2 separate regions of the Callithrix jacchus genome follow, and region 1 is linked to region 2. A link is a contact called in public Hi-C data. All regions are on one chromosome and are shown on one strand. Each heading gives the region's core, a stretch centred on a gene start, on an enhancer-like site or on the middle of the called end of the contact. The rest is flanking DNA. Distances are from core to core; before and after follow the strand shown. Region 1 holds the start of HCFC2 (host cell factor C2). Region 2 holds the start of HSP90B1 (heat shock protein 90 beta family member 1).

Evidence for each region. A called contact is a pair of places that touch in the nucleus more often than the background predicts.
Region 1: a contact with region 2 is called in a Hi-C map of skeletal muscle, with 2.4 times the contacts expected there. The contact joins the promoter of HCFC2 here to the promoter of HSP90B1 in region 2. A contact is called at or near these places in 2 of 3 Hi-C or Micro-C datasets (both in skeletal muscle).

The regions. Positions count from the first base shown.
Region 1 is chr9:107,007,290-107,011,562 of calJac240_pri, reverse strand. It overlaps HCFC2 (host cell factor C2), which reads right to left and starts at 2,102. Exons shown (of 16, transcript XR_013522063.1): 1 at 1,919-2,102; 2 at 341-489. GLT8D2 (glycosyltransferase 8 domain containing 2) reads left to right here and starts at 2,175. Exons shown (of 12, transcript XM_078337161.1): 1 at 2,175-2,735.
Region 2 is chr9:106,876,410-106,880,207 of calJac240_pri, reverse strand. HSP90B1 (heat shock protein 90 beta family member 1) reads right to left here and starts at 2,415. Exons shown (of 18, transcript XM_002752917.6): 1 at 2,261-2,415; 2 at 1,200-1,302; 3 at 434-575. The coding sequence starts at 2,309. LOC100397534 (small ribosomal subunit protein eS4, X isoform) reads left to right here and starts at 3,046. Exons shown (of 2, transcript XM_035257430.3): 1 at 3,046-3,439.

The sequences.
Region 1 (4,273 bases), core at 853-3,352, 130 kb before region 2:
TCGCCAGGCTGAAGTGCAGTGGCATGATCTCTGCTCACTGCAACCTCCGTCTCCCAGATTCAAGTGATTCCCCTGCCTCAGCCTCCTGAGTAGCTGGGACTACAGGCACACACTACCACACCCAGCTAATTTTTTGTATTTTAGTAGAGACGGGGTTTCTCCATGTTGGTCAGGCTGGTCTCAAACTCCTGATCTCAGATGATCCGTCCACCTCAGCCTCCCACAGTGGTGGGATTATAGATGTGAGCCACTGCACCTGGACAATTTTTCAGTCTTTGGAAAAATTATGAGCAATATCATTATTAGAGCCTCAGAATAAAATAATATCAAATACACTTACTTGTAACTCATATAACTCATTGCTGTATCTTCCGTATTCAACCATTCCCCCAAATACTAATATTCTGGTACCATCACAGACAAATCCATGGGCAGCACAGCCTGGAGGGATATCTCCTCTAACAGCTGGGAGAAACCACTGATTCGTAGCTAGTTGCCAAAATAAAATCAAAACCGATTATAACAAACAACGGTTATCACATACTATCAGAAAGTACTTTATATATCATCAACATCAGTGGGTCTCAATTAGGGATGATTCTGCCCCCAGAAGACATTTGGTAATGTCTAGCGACATTTTTAGTTGTCATAACTGGAGGGGACTGTTACTGGCATGTAGTAAGTAGAGCAGGGATGCTGTCAAACATCTTACAATGTACAGGGCAATACAGGGCAGCTTCCCCTGACCTTGACAAAGAGTTACCTGGCCCAAAAGGTCAATAATGCTGCTGCTGAAAAAAACCCTGATCTACAAAACCCCTGCTGGATGAGTATAAAAATCTCCATTTTACAACTGAAAATTGTGAGGCTTAAAAAGGTTTAGTAACTTTAGCACTGATACTGGGCAACTGGCAGAGATTCAAATCAAGTCTAATTTGTTCCAAAGCCAGGGTTTTCACACTAAGACCAAACTGTCAATAACTTTTTAACTTTATATGCTGTGGCGCTGGGAGGAGGAAAGGGTGGAAAAAAATTTTTCTCCGATTCCACTATTTTGTTAACCTTCAAATGATCACTGTGATTAAGTTGTTTGGTCAAAGAAAAGTTACCGGTCATGAAGTAGACCCCAAATTCCAGAACTGTCTTTACACCAAAAAGATTTCCCGTGACAGCCTGAGCATTTACCGGGGTGGGGCGGGGGGTATAAAATTTCAGTATCCTTTCTATTTCACAGAGGTCCTCAAAGAGAGGGGCTTCCTGCCCAGGGACACCTGTGATCTGCAGTGGTGCTCAAATTATGACAGTCCTCTTTCCGAGAGCCGGTCCAGAAAGGTGCCCACACCCACTATGCAGACACAAGGCCGCTTCACCACGTCCCCGCCGGTTTAGAGCGCGACCCGTAGAGGGGATCTTGACCGTTACCTGCCAAACACCTGGCTGTATTTGAGGCGAGAGTGCCAGAAGGCCTCTCGTTTTCCCTCCTCATCCACTAGATGGTCTTCCTTCTAAGGAAGGAAGGCAGGCAAAGATAGAAAAGGCCCGAAGGAACTTTGGTTTGGAGTGGTTTTGTTTTTTGACAGGGGCGAGATTTCGGGGAATGGTCCAGGCGGTTGGACACGGTCTTCTGTCGCCTGCGTCCGCCAGTCGGGCTGAGACGGGGAAGTCCAGGACCGCCTGCCTTTAGACCGGTGTGCCCCGCTTGGGGTCCGTTGCGCCCCGCGGGCCCCGGAAATCCAGCGCTGCTGTCCGGGACGGAGCTGCGGGATCGGAGACGCCCGGCCGAGCCGTGCTCCCCGCCGCCCGCCCGTGGAAGCAGTGACCGGACAGTGACAGCTGTCAGGGCCGCGGCCGCCGCCTCGCTTCCCCTCCCCCTCCGCGGCTGCCGCAGGCGGGGCCGACCAGCCGCCGCCGCGCCTACCCGTGTTGTAGACGTGCAGCTCATCCGCGATGCCCTCATTTCCCCCTCCAAAGATGATCATCAGCTCCCGGATGGCCACCGCTCGGTGTCCGTGCCGGGCGCGGGGGACCGGCCCCGTGAAGGAAGAAACCCGCCTCCAGTTAAGGAGGCTGGGAGCCGCCATCTTCCCAACCCCCGCCCCTCTGCCCACAATGCACCGCGCCCGCCTAAACCCGCTGCTCCCTGGGGAGGTTGGGGATCCGCCTCCAGCTGTGCTGGGGTCACGTGACCGCGGGCTCCGGCTGCCAGGCTGGAGGCCCGCGGGGAGGGTAAAGACGTTGGGGAAGGGGAGTCCGGAGAGAGGAGCCCCGCCCCTACCCCGGGCGACGTGGCCAGCGGCCACCCGTGGCAACACACCTTAGGGTGGAAGGACGCTTCCCACTGACCACGTCTCCGGTCCCCACCCAGAGCCTCCCGTTCGGTATTTTGAGGAGAAGCCACAGCATCTTCCTTTACGTCCACTTTAATTGAGCATCTAGGATGTGTGGGCGAGGCAGTCTCACAAGCAACGTGAGAGAAGCTCGGGTAGAGGTGCGAAGAGCTGGGAGCGCAGGGCAGGACCTCGCAGAAGAGGGTGCGGGCAGGAGCCTGTCTCGCAAGCCCGGGCCACTGGCACCGCTCCCGACCGTGACTGGGACCCGGGCAGGGAAGATCGCTGCAAAGCCTGCCAGGGCGAACCGAGGGCAGCTTTGCGGAGAGCCATGCCAGGAAGCTTGGAAACCGTGAGCCACGAGAGCTGTTTTTGGTTTGTTTGCCTTAAACAGAGGAGTGATGATTTGTAGGTTTCTGTTTCATTGCTAGCTAACAAGTGAGGTGGCTACTGTTACCTCCCTTTCATGAATGGGGAAATGAGGCATAGGGAGGTAAAGTAATTTTCTGATGGACACAAAGGAAAGGGGTTGAAGAAAAAGATTGGGGCCAGGATTCAAACACAGGGCTTCTGATTCCAGAACCCCCAAGCCTTTATACCACATACCATACTGCCCTGATAGAAGTCATATCCAACCATTATACCACACTGCCTCTGAGAGTAGTCATATGCAACTCTTTATTTTTATTTATTTTAGGCTCTGTCACAGGAATACAGTGGCACGATCATAGCTCACTGCAAGCTCGAGCTCCTGGGCTCAAGTGATCCTCCTGCCTTGACCTCCCAAAGTGCTGGGACTACAGGCATAAGCCACCGCACCCAGCCAATGCAATGCTTAATAAGAGCTGCCCTGTGATTTGATCCTACACATAATCACACAAGTCCATTAGGAATAACATTGTACTGCATATAGGATTTATGCCAAATGAGTAAATTTTAGCTGCTCTTGCCCCAGAAACAAAAAAATGGGTTGGTGGTAACTATGTGAGATGATAGATATGTTAATGTGCTTTACTATAGTAACCTTGTGACTGTCTATATAAGTTGTCCCCAACCTTTTTGGTACTAGGGTCCGGTTTCCTGGAAGGCAATTTTTCCACGGACTTGGCAGGGGGGTGGAGGGTATGGTTTCGGGATGAAACTGTTTCACTTCAGATCAGCAGGCATCAGATTCTCATACGGAGTACACAATTTAGATTCCTCCTATGGGCAGTTCACTGTAGGGTTCGAGCTTCTATGAGAATCTAATACGCTGCTGATCTGACAGGAGGCGGAGCTCAGGAGGTCTTGCGCGCTAGCCGGTGACTCATCTGCTGTGCTGCAAGTTTCGAACAGGTGATTGGGGACCCCTAGTCTATATATCATAACATCAGGTTGCATACCTTGAATATGCACAATACAAGTTATTTTTTTAATTAATTAAAAAAGGACTGGGCATGGTGACTCACACCTGTAATCCCAGTACTTTGGGAGGTCAAGACAGGGGGATCCACTGATCCCAGGAGTTCCAGACCAACCTGGTCAAGATGGTAAGATCCCATCTCTATTTTTATTAAAGAAAGGTAAATAAATAGAGACAAATAAATCTCCACTGGAGATTTTTTCTCCAGCGGAAGAAAAAATTGAAAGCAATTTAAATCCCTAACTCAGATTCTCAAGAGGTACTGAAAGGAGAACATATATACTGTATAGCAAATTTTCTAAAACCCCTTTTTCTTCATCTTTTACCATTTTTAATTTATCTTTTCACCCAACTCCCTTAAATCTCAACATGTCTCTCCACCTTCTCATCCGTATAAACTTCTTTTTGAAAGATAACTCTCTACCTTTTAAAAAGGAATTCTCAGGCGAGGCATGGTGGCTCATGCTTGTAATCCCAGCACTTTAGGATGCAGAGGAGGGTGGATCACCTGAGGTCAGGAGTTCGAGACCAGCCTGGCCAACAT
Region 2 (3,798 bases), core at 1,166-3,665:
GGGTTCAAGCGATTCTTCTGCCTCAGCCTCCTGAATAGCTGGGACTACAGGCGTGCACTACCATGCCTGGCTAATTATTTTAGTAGAGACAGAGTTTCACCGTGTTAGCCAGGTTGTTCTCTATCTCCTGATCTCGTGATAAGCCCACCTCAGCCTCCCAAAGTGTTGGGATTACAGGCCTGAGCCACCACGCCTGGCCTAGACTCACAACTATTATCAGGCCATGAACCTATTTGGAGGTAAAGAAAAAAGTACATGCCTGACACCCTCTTTCTCCCCAGATATCTACCAGCAATTCTTGGACTTATTAAGTATTTAAAGGTTGTTACTACTTACTTGGATACTACATTACTTTCACAGTAAATTATGCAAATTTAAGTAAACAAGTATGCCAACATACAGAGACAAAATACTCTAACCACATGTTGCTTACCTCTTTATTTTTATACAATGAATTGATGATCAGTTTCATCATTCTGTTAACTTCAGCTTGGAAGGCAAACTTTTCCGATTTCTCTCTAAGTTCTCTTATTTGTGATGCATTTAATCCATCCAACTGAATAGCTTCTTCCTCTCTAAGGAAATCAGATAAGCAAATACAACATGGCTTAGCTCCCTTCAAAACTAGAGAAACTATAATGAGAGCACAGTGGCCTCTGAATATTGTCTTGGGAGTTAAAATGGAAACCTTTATAAAATATTACTGATATACCATCTCATTATGTTAGCACAGCAGTAGGCTACCTTTTAATATTGCATTGGAAATACTGGGTTCTTAAAATTGTCAGAAAAATAAATCCCAACTTTTCATACTCATTTATCTTCCACAGTGAGGACTTCAAAACTGTCATTAAGTCCCAAGAGGCCAAATTTAAAAATACTGTTCAACTGACAGAAACCCCATTTTTAAACTTACGAGGTGTACACAGTTAATGAATACAAATCCAACTGAAAGTCTTTTCTAGTCTTACAAAGTTTATGGTGCTAGTATTCTGCAATATAGTTTTCAAAGGAATTCACTCAGTTTAATCACTCCCAGGTACAAGTTAGGAGGTATGTATGCAAATAACTCACCGGGTATTAAATACAAGGGTGTCAGACTTTATTTGGACTTTTGGAGAAGAGATACATCAGAAGTGACCATAACTCACAAGGTTCACAGGGCTTATCTGTGTAGGTAAGTTCAAATGAACACAAACCTCTGTACTACTTCATCATCCGTCCTCGAGCCTTCTCTACTTTTACCCAGATCCGCTTCTACTGTACCATCCACATCAACTTCATCATCAGCTCTGACCGACCCTGAAGAAAGATTTAATACGGGAAAACTCTTCAACATTGCACTTCTCCAAGGAGGATGATCAAATAGGGAAGGGTAGGGGTTGCAAAATTCAGTTGGTAAATAAGGGAGGTAGGGATGAAAGAGTGCACATTCCTTGGCTTAAACACCCAAGGTAAAGCCAAGACAGCACACCTATTTATAAGTTCAGATGCCGAGGTGCCCCGTAGATTCTGAAATACGGAGGCAGCCACCACTTCTAAACAGCGTGTCTCCGATCCTTTATAAATAACGTTAAGCAGACTGATGCCGGGCCTCTTTTACACCCACACGTGTTGCTCGCAGGCCGAGCCAAGGCCTCCCAACTGTCCAAGCCAAAACTTCGGCCTTCGTTATCACAGGTCAGAATACAAATAGGATTTATGCAACCTCTGGCGAAAGGAACTGAAATTGAGCCCAGAGGCATGAGAAGGGGTAGAATATTGTGAAGAACCGAGCTCCACCAAAACCGAATCAAACACGCTGACACTGCCATTCCGCTGGCCCCAGGCCTCACGCTCCCAACGCCGACATCTAAGAAAGGACAAGCGCTTGCGAGGAATCGGAGTCTGGGGAATTCGGGGTCGGGAAAGCTGGGTGCCCGAAGGTTGCGGTAGCCAAAAGAGTCCTTCTGGGTGGGGGGGACTCGCACAGCTCCCGCGGGAGCCCGAGCCCCAATGAGGCCCCTCCCCGCGGTCGCTGAGACCTCTGGGCGAGATACTATTAGACCTGCAGGGAACTTAGATAATTCTATTCTCTTTTCTTAATTCCAAAGGAAGAGAATAAACGTAATCCCCTAGTCCTCTTTCGAGGAAAGGCGACGTCCCTTGGCCCACCGCAGGCCCTGAGATCTCCCTCCTCCCAGGTTCAATGCCCCCAGAACCTTCGAGAAGCGGCCGCGCGTGTGGAGGGGGGGGCGTCTGCTCCTCTAGAATCACTCACCGAAGGTCAGCAGGACGCAGCAAAGGCCCAGCACCCACAGGGCCCTCATGGCGTGCGGCCGGTGAGTCTCAAGTCCCTTCCGATAGCAGGAGCCGCCTCCACCCCCCAACCCTGGAGCTAGATCCTCACACCTCCGGCCGTGCGGTCCGCCCACTACACCCCAAGCAGGTCGGGCCGCTTTTCACCCCCACTTCTCGCGGGCGGGGGTTGGGACACACGAACCTACCAATCGCGCCGCACCACGCAGTCACGGCACCCAATGGGGACTCGTGGGGGGGACGGAAGTCCACCAATCGCAGCTGTCCAGGTGCGGTGACCGCTGCCCAAAGCGTGGCTCCTTCCGATTGGTCAGGGTTTGCAGCTCTTCTCCAATCAAATGGTTCCGCGGGCCCCTCACACGAAGGACCGCCCCTTTGCCTGGGAGGCCTTGGCCTCTAAGGGAGACCGTCCAATGAACGTAGGCACAGAATACGTCCATCCTTTTCGAGAGGTCGCGGCGGAACTACTTCCGGATCCTAGAGAGCGTTTATTCCGTGACCGGGGAAACGGTAGTCGTGGCAACGCGTTCTTCACCCTTTCCCAACTACGACTGGGGTTACGTTGGGAGTGATTCCAGCAAGACTTTCGCGGCCAGCTTTTTCGTGTAGCGGCGCTTCTCAGAAAGGAGAAACACACGAGAGAGGTTGAAAATCCCTAGAACGCTTTCGGATGGAGGCGGTTAGAAACTACAGCTCCCGGCATGCAACATCCTCGGGGGGTACACTGCATTGAATGCTGGGAATCGTAGTCTTTAGTTTCTGGACCAGCTGCGTAGTTTGGCACTCTTCATTTTCTCCCAAAATGTTGCCGCCGGAGCCCTATCCTGCGTCTTAGATTTTACATCTCGTTCTGATTACAGTAGAGATCTGTGGCTATTCCAGGAGCTTTTAGAAGCGCGCTTGGAAAGCCGCCACGCCTAGGCCAAGGCCGCCCCGTTCCGGGGAGATCGCTCCGAGTCCCTCCGAGTCCCTCCGAATCCCTCCGACTCTAGAGCTCGCGTTTCCGAATCCGCCTACAAGTGCGTTACTCTGGCCGCCCGAGCCGTTACCTCCTCTGCTCCTTTCTGCGGCCAGAATCCCCAGGCCTCCCTGATCTGGTTTACAGAAGTGCGTGGTGGGGACCTTCCCGACTACACTAGAGGTATCGCGAGCAGCTCTGAGGCTTTCAACTCTCCGGTAAAACACAAAGGCTGCGGTGATATGACGGTCTTAGAACCCCTGCTGTGGAGAGCAGGGTGGAGAAGCGAGCCTAGCACAGAAAAGGAAAACCCTTCGTTTAACGAGTTCAGGAGGATGCACCTGCAGATATTTGAAAGCAAAACCTGTGGTGCTGCACATGAGAACGGGATTGCAGCTTTGTAACTTCATAGAAATACCCTGTCCGCGTTCAGAAGGACATATAAAACACCAGGTGTCTTTCCTGTGAGGGAAGTCCCTCATGCTAAACTTGTGCCTTTGGAAATACTTTCTACGTCCCTATAAGCTACTCTGTAGATTACC